Linked DNA regions of Sus scrofa: region 1 is linked to region 2. The links are chromatin contacts, called in public Hi-C maps. All regions are on one chromosome and are shown on one strand. The core of a region is the stretch at or near the end of the contact, and the rest is flanking DNA. Distances in the headings are between cores, read along the strand shown.

Evidence for each region. Hi-C and Micro-C count contacts between places; a contact is called where the count stands out from the background.
Region 1: a Hi-C map of omental adipose tissue shows a contact between it and region 2, with 2.4 times the contacts expected there. The contact joins two enhancer-like sites. A contact is called at or near these places in 2 of 5 promoter capture datasets (fetal liver and liver), 16 of 47 Hi-C or Micro-C datasets (adipocytes, adipose tissue, blood and 6 more) and 1 of 2 datasets of contacts at active chromatin or transcription factors (skeletal muscle).

Annotation. Positions count from the first base shown.
Region 1 is chr13:182,479,267-182,486,393 of Sscrofa11.1, reverse strand. The region is part of intron 2 of CHODL (chondrolectin); the gene reads right to left. Among named protein-coding and RNA genes, the nearest start is that of CHODL, 74 kb to the right of the region's middle. Within about 2 kb of position 3,638, at least 1 of the 83 cell types and tissues checked has an H3K27ac peak or open chromatin away from gene starts, as enhancers often do. A contact at or near this core is called in omental adipose tissue, where this site is marked.
Region 2 is chr13:182,302,789-182,310,286 of Sscrofa11.1, reverse strand. No RefSeq gene overlaps it. Among named protein-coding and RNA genes, the nearest start is that of BTG3, 79 kb to the right of the region's middle. Within about 2 kb of position 4,331, at least 12 of the 83 cell types and tissues checked have an H3K27ac peak or open chromatin away from gene starts, as enhancers often do. A contact at or near this core is called in omental adipose tissue, where this site is marked.

The DNA of each region.
Region 1 (7,127 bases), core at 2,389-4,888, 180 kb before region 2:
AGTTCCTGGGCTAGGGGTCCAATGGGAGCTGCAGCTTCCAGCCTACACCACAGCACAGCAACACGGGATCTGAGGCATGTCTGTGACCTATATCACAGCTCACCGCAACACTGGATCCCCAACCCATTGGACAAGGCCAGGGATTGAACCCGCATCCTCATGGATACTAGTGGGATTTGTTTCCACTGCGCCACTAGAGGAACTCCCCTTATGCAGCATTTTAACAGAGCTAAATGAGGAAGATTTTCTTGGCAATATAGAAGAATGGTTAAGGGTACACCTGATTGATTTATAAGGTGAACATGATGGTGTACAAAAAATATTTTTTTAAAAAAGACTTTTTAATTTGCTCTCTGGACTCATTAATGTCCACTCTGGGCAAAATAACAAACAAATATTATTGCCTTGCTTTTCCCATTTTTTGTTTTGTTTTGTTTTGTTTTTTTGGCCTTGCTCAGCTAAAGTCCTCCAGTCTCATTCAAAATTTTAAAAGTCAAGTCTGGTCCAGTCTAATCACATAACTGAAACTTTTTCATTTCAAGTGATAACTTCCCCCCTTTCAGGCCTGTGGTATGTAACTAGGATGAAGTTGGCTTCCTTTCTCTTCCTTGCTCACCCACCTCTTGCTAGATCAGGCCCAGGTTATAGCTATGATCCTGTTTTACTGCCCTCTGGTCTCCAAGGCTGATTCTTTTCTAAAGGCACTTAGGGGCAGGCCCTCAGAGACCTTCTCATGAAGGTACATTAACTGCCTCTCTTCCAGCAGACCCTTACTATTCTCTTACTATGTAATAGTAAGCAGAACACTTACTATTTCCCCCCTCCGCCCCTGGATTTCTGCCTGTCCAGGGCTCTCATGCTTTCCTTCATCACTCACAGCAATACTCTAGGACAGGATGCAATATGTTTCCTGTGGGGTAACCTTGAACCCAGAGGGACAGTAGGCATGAACGAGCTGGCAGGTTAAATTTCCTTTCCAATCCCTCCCCCTTTTTATTTTTGCTTTTTTTAGGGCCGCACCCATGGCATATGGAGGTTCCCAAGCTAAGCGTCCAATCAGAGCTCTATAGCCACCAGCCTATGCCACAGCCACAGCAACACGGGATCCAAGCCACATCTGCGAACTACACCACAGCTCACGACAACACCGGATCCTTAACCCACTGAGCGAGGCCAGGGATAAAACCCACAACTTCATGGTTCCTAGTTGGGTTCATTTCCGCTGTACCACAACAGGAACTCCCCTCCAATCCCCCTTCTGATGGATGGATTATTCTAAGGCACACTTTTTCCTTAGAGCAATGGAGCAGTGGCCAACTTGGTATATCACCTTGAATTTGCTTCTTATCCTTCTCTGTCTCACATCTTTCCTTCTCTCTTGCTGCACTGGGATGTGCCTCCTAGTTAAGCATTATCACCTCAACTTTGCCTAAGACGCTTTCCTTTTTAATTGGACCTGAAGTAGAAAACCAGAAAGAGCATTATTCATTATATTTCACGAGTTTTCTTTTTTTATGGAGTGAATCCAAATAATCAATCAATTTTGATTGTATCTGGAGTTTCACTGAGATAATTTGGTAAGGCACTAAACAGTTTATTACTAATCACAGTATGATTAATTTAGGCATCTTCTGCATAACCACTGCACCAACCTAACCCAGATCAACATAATCTCTTGCCTAGACTTGAACCACAAATTCCTAACTGGTCTCCCTGAGTCTAATGTTTACTGCTCTGACCCATTCTCCTTACTGCTGCCAGAGTGACTGCATTAGGATACACTAACTGCCTTGGCACCTCTGTTAAAGAGGCATCTCTCACCTTTAGACTCCTCAGACATGAGTTAAAACAAGACTTCCTCTATCTCTCAAACTCCACAAGGTTCAAGCATTTCTTTTCTTACTCCCTTCTCTTCCAAAAAGAAGGAGAGGAAGAACAGGACACCAACAAAATTCTCCAGGGAATTCCTGACTCTCAGCTTAATGAACAACCCCAAAATCCAAAAGCTTAACATAACATATGCTTATCTCTCATACATGTCACAGTTCAATGAGAGATGGAAGTGGGATGAAGGCTTTCTTCCATCTAGTCTTTCAGGGACCCAGCTTCCTTCCATTGAGTGGCTCCTTCATCCCCCAGGATTTACAATCCTACTCCAGATCCTCTGTCTCCCACCTGACAAGAAGCAACAAAAGCAGGCATGGAGATGACAGGATTAAGGCCCAGTCTGTGAAGGGCACACATCACTTCTGCCTAACATACCCTACCATGGTCAATTTTATAAGTCAATTTTCATGGTGTTTCTGAATGAGTTTGACATTGAAATCAGTAAACTCTGAGAAAAGCAGTTTGCCCTCCATAATGTGGGTGGGCCCCACCAATCAGTTGAAGGTGTGAATAAAACAAAAAGAGCAGTCTTAATGAGCAAGGGAGAATTCTCCAGCTGACTGCCTTCAGATTTCATCTGTGCCATCAGCTCCCCTGTGTCTCCAGCCTGCTAGCCCTCATTGCAGATTTTGGACTCATCAGCCTCAATAATCATTTGAGACAATTCCTCAAAATCAGTCTCTCTCTTCCCCCCCCTCTCTCTACACACACACACACACACACACACACACACACACACACATTCTGGTAGTTCTGTTTCTCTGGATAACCCTGACTAATACACTAATACATTCCCTTGGCCAGAATCCAGGCCCCTAACTGCAAAGGAGCTTGAAAATGTAGGTTGGTAGGGTGCCCAGGAAGAAAAGAAAAAGAAAAGTCTGTTTCAGCACTTTCTGAAACAGACATCTGATCATATAACTTCCCTGGGTTAAAGGAGACTTTCCATTGCCCTTGGAACAATATCCAAACTCATTACCAAATCCCAGGTTCTCCAAATTCTTATCTTTTTCAACATCTCCAGTTGAGCCTCTGACCCTCTCCCACTGTGTACTCTGATGAATTTCAACTGATGGGAATCACCCTCTACAGACCCCAGGTCTTCCTTATACATTATTAACAACAATAGCTAAAACCTATTGAGCACTTACCATCTTCCAAGCACTGTCCCCTAAAAATTAAATGCATTTCTCATTTAATTCTAATAACCTCTGTGAGGAATTACTACAAGCACTTTACAAACAGAAAAATTATCACATAGAGAACTTAGGTAGTTCAGCCAAGGTCAGGTAGCAAGTAAATAGTGACAAAAGGATTCGAATTCTTCATCTAACTTGAAAGCCTCCTTCACTTCCAGTTTCTCTTTACCATAACCTACTACCATTAACTCCACTATCTATCTAATACCTGATCATCCTTAGGATATCAGTTGAATTCTCTCTTCTTTCAGAGCAATTTATGACTCCATAGCCTTCATCGGGTCTAGCTGCTAAAGCTCTCAAGGGGCCCCTGATCTCCCCTGTGTTAGCACATTTATTGTAACTATTTGTATAACTGTCCATCATCTCCCTTAAAGTTTAAGTTCAGGATGGCAGAAGTAGACACACATACACACCAGAGAGCAATGACAAAATATTTCTATTACAATATTAACAAAAAGAGAAAGAAAATATGCAGTGTACTAAATATCTTTCATTTGCCCCTTTAGATCCACTCTTTACCCTTTGTCTCAGTTCAGGCTGTTATAACAAAAAAGCATAAACTGAGTGGCTTATAAATAATAGTAATCTATTTTTCAACAGTTCTGGAGGCTGGAAGCCTGAGATGATGGTGGCCCCATGGTCAGGTTCCGGTGAGAGCCCTCTTCTGGGTTGTAGACTGATTTCTTGTTACCCTCACATGGCAGAAGCAGGGCTAGAGGGCTTTCCAGGATCCCTTTTATAAGGCCACTAATCCCTTATAATATCCACCCCATGATCTGGTTAACTCATAAAGGCCCCACATCTTAATACCATCACACTGAGAGTTAGGATTTCAACATATGAATTTTAGGAAGACAAACATTTAGTTTATTGCATTCCAGCCCTGGCTTGCAAAATTCCTGTCCTTCTCACATTCAAAATACATTCATTCCATTCCCCTCCCCAAACTGAAACGTCTTAACTCATTCCGGCATCAACTCCAAAAGTCTAAAGCCCAAAGTCTCATCTAGAATTCATCTAAATCAGATATAAGTGAGACTCATATTGAAGCAAAACTCTTCCCCAGCTATAAACCAATGAAATCAAGCAAGTCATGTGCTTCTAAAATACAATGGTAGAACTGGCATAGAACAGACATTCCCATTTCAAATGGAGGAAAAGGAAAGAAGGAAGGAGTGATGGGCCCTAAGAAAGTCCAACACCTAACAAGGCAAAGTGCATGAGACCTTAAGACCCTTCAGAATAATCCTCTTCAGCTCCATGGTCTGTCCTTCAATCCCACTAGGACATTTCCATCTTCTGGAGCCACTGGAGTGTCAATCTCACCCAACAGCTTGAAGGGCACTTCCCATCTGCTTCTCTCTGCAGTGGCTCCTCCTTGCCATGGTTCTCTGTCAGGATGGGGCTCACACCCCCAGGACTCCACTGGGCTTTTATCCCTCTCTTTGAAATCAAGGTGAATATAGTCCTATCCCCTGGGACCAAGCATTCTGGGCCTGTGCTGGGAGCAGCAACTCTAATGATCTTCTGAGTTGCCTTCAAGGTTCTTCCTCCTTTGTCCTGAAGAATAGCATATGTTTGCAGTCGAACAGTCCTATAGTCCAGGCCTGTAGGATCTAAGAAGTCTGAGGGTCTTCCCTCATGGTGTCCCATTTTTTTCCACTTTAGGTCCAGCTGGCAATTTTTCTGGTAGTATAATCCCATCTCTATTCTTGACTTTTGTTGAGATGGTTGACTAATTCCATGGTTCACATCCATTAGCATTCTCTCCTAAACACACGTTCTTATCTTTTGTGATACAGATAGGCTGAGCATTTTCTAAGTCTTCAAGCTCTGGTTCCTTTTTTCTATCCTCAAAACACTTCTACCTCATCCATTCTACTATAAGGAGTCAGGAGGAACCATGCTTTCCTTTAATATTTTCTTAGAAATCTCTTCAGCTAAATATCCAATCTCATCACTGGCAAGTTCTATCTTCCACAAAAGACAAGAACACAAACACAATTCAGTCCAATTTTTTTGCCACTTTATAACAAAGGTCACCTTTTCTCCAGTTTCCAATATATATTCCTCATTTCCATCTGAGGACTTATAGAAATGGCCTTTACTGCCCAACATTTATACCAACATTCCGTCCATGACTAATCAGGCATTTTCTCAGAAGAAGAAAGGTTTCTCTTCAGCTCTCTTCTTTCTGAAATCTCATCAGAATCACCTTGAAAAGTCCATTTGAAAAATAAAAAATAAAAATCCATTCACAGCAATCTTGTTTCTTCTAGCATCCATCTCAAACCTCGTCCAGCCTCTACCCATTGCTTAGTTTCAATTACAGTTTTGGAGGCCACGCCCACAGCATGCCAGGGCCAGGAATCGAACCCATGCCACAGCAGTGACTTGAGCCATAGCAGTGACAATGCTGGATCCTTAATCTCTAGGCCAGACAACTCCCTCCATCTCATTTTTAGGTGTTTATTACTGCAGAATTCCCACTTCTTGGTGCCAATTTCTGTCTTAGTCCAGGGAGATACAGCAAAGTACCACAGACTTGGTATTTATAAACAACATACATTTATTTCTCAGAGTTTTAGAAACTGGAAGTCTAAGATCAGGGAACCAACATGGCTGGGGTCTGATGAGGACCCTTTTCTATGTTACGTACTGCCAACTTTTCCTTGTATCATCACATGGCGGAAAGATGGGTCTCTTTCGTAAAGGCACTAATCCAGTTTACGAGGGCTCCATCCTCATGACCTAATTATCTCCAAAAGGATCCACATCCTAATACCATCACATTGGGGTTAGGATTTCAACCTCTGTTTGGGAGGGTGAGGCACAAACATTCAGTCCATTGCACCCCTCTCTACTCTGTGTCCAAGGAAGAGGACGTCTGTGGGCCATGTCAATGGTCTTCCTTGCCCTCTAGCTTCTGTTGAATTTGTCTAATGAAAGGGCATGGAAGGTAGAAAGAGAGTAAGAGAAGAGCAAGGTGGAGGTATTTGCTCCTTGATTTTGCTGTCCTTCTACATATGGCCATGGCTCCTATATAGCAGTCCTCTCCTATAAGTGGCCTCTCCAATATCTGGTGATCATTCCTTCCCCACTTTTGCTACTCTCTACTGTCACTAACCTTAGGATATTTCACTGTCTCTTGTTTTCTTAACCCTTCCCCACACTTTTGAAAACAGTTTTTCATTAAATTCTCCTCCATTACTCCACTTGAATATTTGCTATCCCTTTCTCGCCAGGACCCTGACTAATACACACAGCAGGAAATGTAATAAGAAATGTGCAAAATTTGTACACAGCAGCTTTAAAACCCTAATAATGGACACAAAAATAGTCAAGAAAAATATAAAAGCATACCCATCTTGAACAGGAGAAAACAACATAATAAAAGTGCAAATCTCCATTAGTTACTCCATACTTCTAAACTGATTCTAATAAAAAATACTGGTGATACTTAATAAAGAAGCCAAACTCAAAGTTTATATTAAAATATAAAAAGCAAAAATAAACAGGAAAATTCTGAAAAAAAAAAAGAGTACCATGGAAGAACCACCTCTACAGATTATAAATTACAAAGGCTACAATATTAAGAATACTCTTAATTTTAAGAATATTTTTAAATCAAATCTGCTCAAGAACTGAAATAAAAAAGAAAGTTCAAATACAGACCTAAACATATAAAACAATTTAGTATGTCATAAATGTGTTTTAAATCAGCTTAAAAAGATGAATTTTTCAATAAATGATCAGGGGACAAGCCAAACACTGACTGAAAAAAGTAAGCTTCCTTCTTTTTTTTTTTTCCTTTTCCCTTTTTTTCCCCTCTTTTTATGGCTGCACCCACTTCATACACAACTTCCTGGGCTGGGGGTCTAATCCAAGCTGCAGCAATAGGCCTACGCCACAGCCACAGAAACCCCAGATTCAAGCCGCATCTATGGCCTACGCCACAGCTTGCAGCAATGCTGGATCTTTAACCCACTGAGCAAGGCCAGGGATCAAACCCATATCCTCACAGACACTATGTCAGGT
Region 2 (7,498 bases), core at 3,082-5,581:
ATTTCCACTTAGGGTTCCAAGGAAACCTCAGACTTGGCATGTCTAAAATAATACACCAACTCTCAAACAGATCTTTCTCCTTCTATAGCACCAACAGCCACCCAATTAGCTAGGCCAAAAACCTGAAATTTACCATTAAACCTTTAAAATGCCTCATTCTCCTCTCGATGTATTTTAGAAATCACCTAATTCTGCTAATTATGCCTCAAATATTTCTCAGAGTTGTGGATCAGATGATGAGGCACTCCCTGCCTAAAATTCTCCAATGGCTTTTCATTGAACTTGGCCTAAAATGAAAACTCCAAGGCCCCACACAAGCTGCTCTCCTTCCTCTCCACCCACATCACCTACAGCTTGGCCCCCCTGTTAGTGGGCTGAAGCCACCTTGTGGTTTTTTGCGTTCTTCAAACAGGCAAGCTTGTTCCTATCTCCAGGTTGTGTCACTTGAGGTTTCCTCTTCCTGGAAATGTTTCCTGCCAGCTCTTTGCATGGCTTGCTCTTTTCTTATACCTACTTCTCAACAAAAAGCCATCTCTGAGAGCCCTGACCCAGCTCCATGACTCAACAAGTGGACCCTCACAGACACAACACCACTTTTATTTTTTGCATGGCACTCATTACTGTTTGAATCATCTGATATGTACATTTCCTTATTGTTTGTCTCCTTAACTGAGATAAGCACTCATCATTTTGGAAATCTTGTTTGTTTCACTTGTGTTGGGCCCACCTCCCCTACTAAAATTTAAATTTTACAAGAGCTGAGACGTTGTATATATCTGAGATAGCCATTCCAGCCCCGCTTCTGGCAGGTCATGAGTTCCTCTCTCACCCTCCAGGCTCAATACTGATGATGTCCCAGCCAGCTTGATGCCTAGTCTTGACTGCAATATGACAAAGAGAGAGAAAGACAAAAAAATTATCTCCATTCACCCTCTGAGAAAAGTCTGGAGCTCCCCATTTCTGAGTGGTGCTAAAAGTACCTTAGTCCTTCCAATGGTAGCACCATGTCCACATAAATGCTTCATGATTCAATGTGTATTAGGCATCTTCTACATGTTTTGTGTTATGTGAAGGATTGCGTGGGTTACACTGCTGAATTCAGCAGTATCTCTGGCCTTCCAGAGCTCGTAGTTTTATCAGAGAAGACACACAAGCCACTGCAACATCTTAGATTATCTGAGACAACTCCAATTGCTGGATTCCATGTTGTGGTTTGTGACTTAGACTATCTTGACCTTGTAACTATAAACTTAAGATGATAAATACCAGCAATATGAACAAAGTTCTTTGGGAGCATGAAAAAAGCAATTCACTCTGCTGGTAGAATAGGGAAACTTCACAACAGATCAGTTCATTGGATCTTGATGTAACTATGGGTTATTTCCAACTCAGGAAGATGGAAAACAACATTCAAAGCAAAGTGGAAAATATGAGAAAATGCACAGAAGTGAATGGGATCGAGTACTAGGGAAGAGAGCAAGAAGGGCAAAAAACCCCACTAAGGTGACTACTACAGAATGATGACAGCTTGGTAGTTGGAGCTTTGAAGGTCATGGTGAGGAATATTAATTTTTCCCCCTTTAATTCACTGGTTCCCCACACCTGAGCTGGACTGACTACAAAAGAATTACCTGGAAAACTTGTTAAAATATATATTCTTGGGAGTCAGACCTGGATAATCTGATTCAGACAATTTAGAATGGATATCTGGACTATTCCTGAGAAATTCAGAGGATGAGCTCAGGTTAGGAAGCATGACTGTGGAGACCAGAAGAAGCCTGTCTTAGTCTTGCCCCACTGGCCCTTACCAAGATCTAAAATTGGTCAGTTGAGCCTCGGAGATTTCTGAACAGGAGAGGAAGCAGATTGGTTACCCCATATCCATCAGAGTGAGCCCTGGGTCTCATCCTGCTATTCTATCCATCACCTGTGTGCTTGGGTACTCAATGACCACTGGGCCTCCAGCTCAGCTCCAGCTGCAAGGGCTTCTGTCTCAATGTCCTCACCAGCAATCCAGTTTTCCTGTAGGTTCCAGGCTCCTGGAAAAATCCCAGTGTTACTTGGTTGGGGCCTGACAACCTGCCTAACATAAACACTTCCTCCAGGGATGGACCATTAGTAAAGGTCTCACTCCAAAGCAAAGAGAATCCCAGAGAGACTTGTCCTCATCAGGCTCATCAGAGTTGTAGCAAACAAAAGTTTTAGCAGAAGCATGACATAACTGGGTCTGTGTTTCAGGAAGATGGACTACCAAAAATAGGGAGAAACATTTAGGAGACTGCAGTAATAGTTTAAAGGGAGACAGTGAAGAACTGTGCAAAATGGCCAAGAAAATGAAAAGTAGGAGACTGTGAACTTGGTCACAGAGTAGAAGCAGAGAGAGCAAAAGCAGAGACGATGCCAGGGCTTCCAGTTTTATAAAGCGATGTTTTAGCTGCATTAGCCATTTACTTCTATTTCACTTGTTACCTATTTTTTAAATCTTACTCAAAGTTTTCATTGCATGGGGAAGCATCATTATTAAATGATATCACAGTGTGTTGCAGCTCATTTATAAAAAAACACTGTAGCTACCACCGTGTTGAAAGCCTTCCGCCTGGCTGGAACTAATTTTCTCCACCACAAATATCAAAAGTGCCTGGAAATGTACAAAGCAATCATTTTTATCTATCAAAAGTAATGCTATTATTTTGACCCCACAGTAATTCCTTGAGATGTTATTTTAGAAAAATTTTAAAAGTATTAATATTTTATTTTAGTTAGATTGGGGCAGCCACTATGGAAAACAGTATGAAGGTTCCTCAAAAAACTAAAAATAGTTACCATATGATCCAGCAATCCTGCTACTGGCCATATACTCAGGGGGAAAAAAAAAACCCTATAATTTTAAAAGATACATGCACCCCTATGTATATAGCAGCACTATTTACAATAGCCAAGACATGAAAACAACCTAAACGTCCATTGACAGATGGATAAAGAAGATATGGTACATGTATGCAATGAAATACTATTCACCCTTTAAAAAGAATGAAATAATACCACTTGCAGCAATATGAATGGACCTAGACATAATCATACTAAGTAAAGGAAATCAAAGACAAATAATATATGATATCACTTACATGTGGAATCTAAAAAAATGACAGAAATCAACATATCTATGAAATAAAAACAAACTCACAGATATAGAGAACAGACTTGTTATTGCCAAGGGTGGGGGCTGGGGAAGGGAAGGATTGGGAGTTTGGGATTAGCTGAGGCAAACTATTATACATAGGCTGGAGGAATAGAAGGTCCGACTGAGCATAACTGAGTTACTTTGCTGTACAGCATAAATTAACGCCACATTGTAAATCAACTATACTTCAATAAAAAAAAAAAAAAAAGTTTATCTCAGAGAGGACACTCTGCATTCAAGACTGCTAATCTGAAAATAAAATTAGTGACAGCTTACTCATCTTTTTGTTTCCATTTATTTTTCACATGAATATTTCAGCTTTACCTAACAATTTTACTTCTGACTAATTTGAACATATGTGCATTGCTTTAGTATTTGACTTAAAGAGGATTTTTCTGGTAAAAATAATGCAAAGTCACGTTTTGTTTTCAGAATATTTATTTCTCCTGAGATTCTGAGAGATGTGCATAGATTTAAAGGGATAACTTAAAATTTAGACTTACTCTCGGGCCTAAGAAGTATCATTTAAGAATAGAGCTATTGTCCTAAAAATAACACTCTAATATAATATCCCAATGTTGTCCAGTTGCCATATCTTGATTCACTGAAAGATTTATAGTTGTCTCCTTTACTCTGCTTGAAGTTGCTAAGCAGAAGCAGTAGAGAAATTCAGCAGTAAACATACTTTTGTAGGATTCTTCATTCCTGATTTAGCTAATGCCCAACTCTCAAAATAGAAAACAACAAGCCCCTCGGGTTTTACTTGCAAATAAACTTAAATGCTGAGTTCACCAACTCCTGAAATTCAGATGTGCCTTCCTGACTCCTCCGTCACATCTGCCACAACTGCTGGAAAAGCCACCCCCATGGACCTGCGTGCTTAAACTCTTCCTTTAAGCAGAATTTTATTTTTCCCTGGCTTTCTTCTTTCCACAAAATAATGGAACAGTTGCCAAACTCCACTCCTCTTCTGCTCCACAAATGTTTCTACCATGGAGGTAGAAATTTTCCTCCTTGATGAGTTCATGTTGGCCGTATATATTCAGGAAGGAGGAACAACTCTCTTCCCAAAGAGCAGATGAATAATTGCTTAGTTAGAAGAATGTTCCAGGCCAGAGGAAGGGAGTAGTCAGCTCCTTCCTCAGAATCACATCCCTTGCCAAAGAACAATTGGAGGCTGCCCCCTGATTTTCCACACTTCAGATTCAGAGGGAAGGATGTCCTGATTTGTTAAGATAAACCAGAGAAAAAAAGAAAAATAAAGGAGCAGCAGGTGTGGCCTAATTCACTGCGCCTGAGCTTCTGACAAAGAAGCAAAACCCCCCTATACCAGCATGTAAGGACAGAGCTCAACTGCAGCAGAAATTTGAAACTGAAAGCCAAGTTACCAGCCCTGACTTTGGAATTGCCTTAAGCCAATTTGCAAAGAAAATCAGTGCAGGCCAGGGCTTGATGGGGTGTCTGAGGACTTGATGTCTCCCTTCTTTGGCTTTTCCCCAACGGGTGTTGATAAATAGAGATGATATGACCTAAGCCAGAATTCTCAGGAGATTCAAAAAGAAATGGTCCTGTGGAGCAAAACTAAGCTTATGTATTTTTTTTTTCCTTTTTAGTATCACCGTATGGAAGTTCCCGGGCTAGGGGTCAAATGAGAGTTGCAGCCACACCAATGTGGATCCAAGCTGTGTGTGCAACCTACACCACAGCTCACAGCAAGGCCGGATCCTTAAACCACTAAGCAAAGCCAGGGATTGAACCCATGTCCTCATGGACACTGTGTCAGGTTCTTAACCTGCTGAGCCACAACAGAAACTCCTTGTCTTTTTAAAAATGCTTTCACTGTCAGTAAACTTCAGTGTGGTGAGTAGAGCAGTAGCAAATCAAACTACTTTGTCCCCATGAAGAATGAGCAGAGAGGATGTAAAAGAGCCAAAAGCATCTGATGTGAAAGCCACATCAGATTTTCAGTCCTTCCACAGGGGCAAATGTTGGCTCCTTGTTACAGGTATCATAACCAAAGCTCGGAAGTGTTACATTGCTAGCTCTGGGTCAAACAGCTAATAAAAGAGAGAGCCTGAATTTAAACCCAGCACAGCCAAACTTCAAACCTGGGGTCAGTCTTTTGTCCTAGTGATTCCCAAATGCTGGTCCCTGAGCTGATGCTAGCCCGAAGCTGAGAAGACCCACCTGGGCAGCATGGTCAAAATGCCTGGCCCACAGGCTCTAGAAGATCTAATTCAATAGGTCTGGAATGAGACTTAAGAACCTGTGTTTTTAAAAAATGTCCTTGACATTTTTTTCATAGCAAAACCTGGGAACCATTTCAGTATATACTCTTCTAAGCATTTTTTTTCCCCCAGCAGTTAATTAATTGATTAGTGAAAATCTTAGCTCAACTCCCAAATCAAAGTATAACACACCTGTCACTCAGAGAATGTAGCTGATATTTCTATGAACTGTGAAATATATTTTCAAAATATTTGAAGTTCCAGTGGTCCTTTAGAAAACGTCCTTGACCCTGGACTTAGGACGTGCTTCTTTATGTTCAGAAAATGAGGCTGCATCACTGAGACTAAGTGTGACCCACAATTCTCTTGCTGCAAAACTCCTAGTTTCCTGCAGGGTTCAAGATTTTCCTTACTTCTGGGTGGCTTTGAGTGCCAGGAATGCTGGGACTGGGTACAAATGCCTGGTCTCTTAGATGTTTTTGATTTACTGACCCTTCAGAGCTGCATTTGTTTTTGACATGGGCTGAGCATCTGTTTTGATCAATTTTCTAAAGTATGCTTTTTCCTAAGATTTTTTTTTTCTTTTTTTCTTTTAGAGCCACATCCACAGCATATGGAATTTCCAGGGTTAGGGGTCAAATTTGAGCTGCGGCTACCGGCCTACACTAGAGCCACAGCAACTTGGCATCTGAGCTGCATCTGGGACCTATACCCAAGCTCACGGCAACCCCAGATCCTTAACCCACTGAGCAAGGCCAAGGATCAAACCAGCATCCTCATGGATACTTGTTGGGTTCTTAAATAAGCTGCAGGGAAACTCCCCTAAGATAGTTTGTATTTTGGCTTCTCTCCAAGGACACTGCTGAGCCTCTCTTGAGATCTGAGGTGAAGCTTTTAACATCTTCTTGCCTTCCAGTTGGGGGTTCTGGGTGCACCCCAATGTCCAGATCTCCAAGGCTTATTTGTCCTCACTCACCCTTCTCTGTGAAGTCCACAGCTAGACTTAAGTGGGTAAGGCGAAATGTGATCCAGGGGCCAAATCCAGCCTGGCATCTGTTTTTGGAAATAACATTTTACTGGAATACAACCAGGCCCATTCATCTGCTTGTCTATGGCTGCTCTCATGGTACAGTAGCAAAACTGAGTAGCCAGACACAGACAGAGACCATATGGCCTGCAAAGCCAGAAGTATTTACTTTCTGGTCCTTGACAAAAAAAGTTTGCCCATCCCTGGACTAAAGGAACATTTCAGTGAGAATATTTATAGATTTTCCTCTGATAGAAAAATACCACATACACTTCCAGGATCACCCTGAAACACGTATGCTGTGAGAATTTTTTCATTTGCTTTATTTTGCTTAATTTTTAATCCTTAGTTTTATGTCACAACATACATATTCTTTTTTCAATCTCATGTTTGAATTTCACTGGTTTATTAAGGAGGCAAAAATTAAGGTCTAAAAAATGATGGACATTCCTTTCAATAAATACTTCTTGTTTTTTTGTTTGTTTGTTTGTTTTGTCCCTTGTCTTTTTAGGGCTGCACCCACAGCATATGGAGGTTCCCAGGCTAGGGGTCTAATCGGAGCTGTAGCTGCCAGCCTATACCACAGCCACAGCAACTCAGGATCTGAGCCTGATCTGCAACCTAAACCACAGTTCATGGCAATGCTGGATCCTTAACCCACTGAGTGAGGCCAGGGATCAAAACTGTAACCTCATGGTTCCTAGTCAGATTCATTTCTGCTGAGCCACGACAGGAACTCCAATAAACCCTATTTTTAAAATATATGATGAATCATCTAGTTACATATGTAAGGGGAAAGGGTAGAAGATTATTTGAATCTCTGTTAATTTGTCATAATTTTCTCCACTTTACTCCATTTTCTAAAATGAACCCCAATTTCACCAATTTGCAAACTGTATTGCCAACAAAAGGAAATTATATATATATATATTTTTTTTTTTCTTTGTCTTTTTAAGGCCACACCTGCAGCATACAGCAGTTCCCAGACTAAGGGTCAAATCAGAGCTACAGCTGCCGGCCTACACCACAGCCACAGCAATGCCAGATCCTTTAACCCACTGA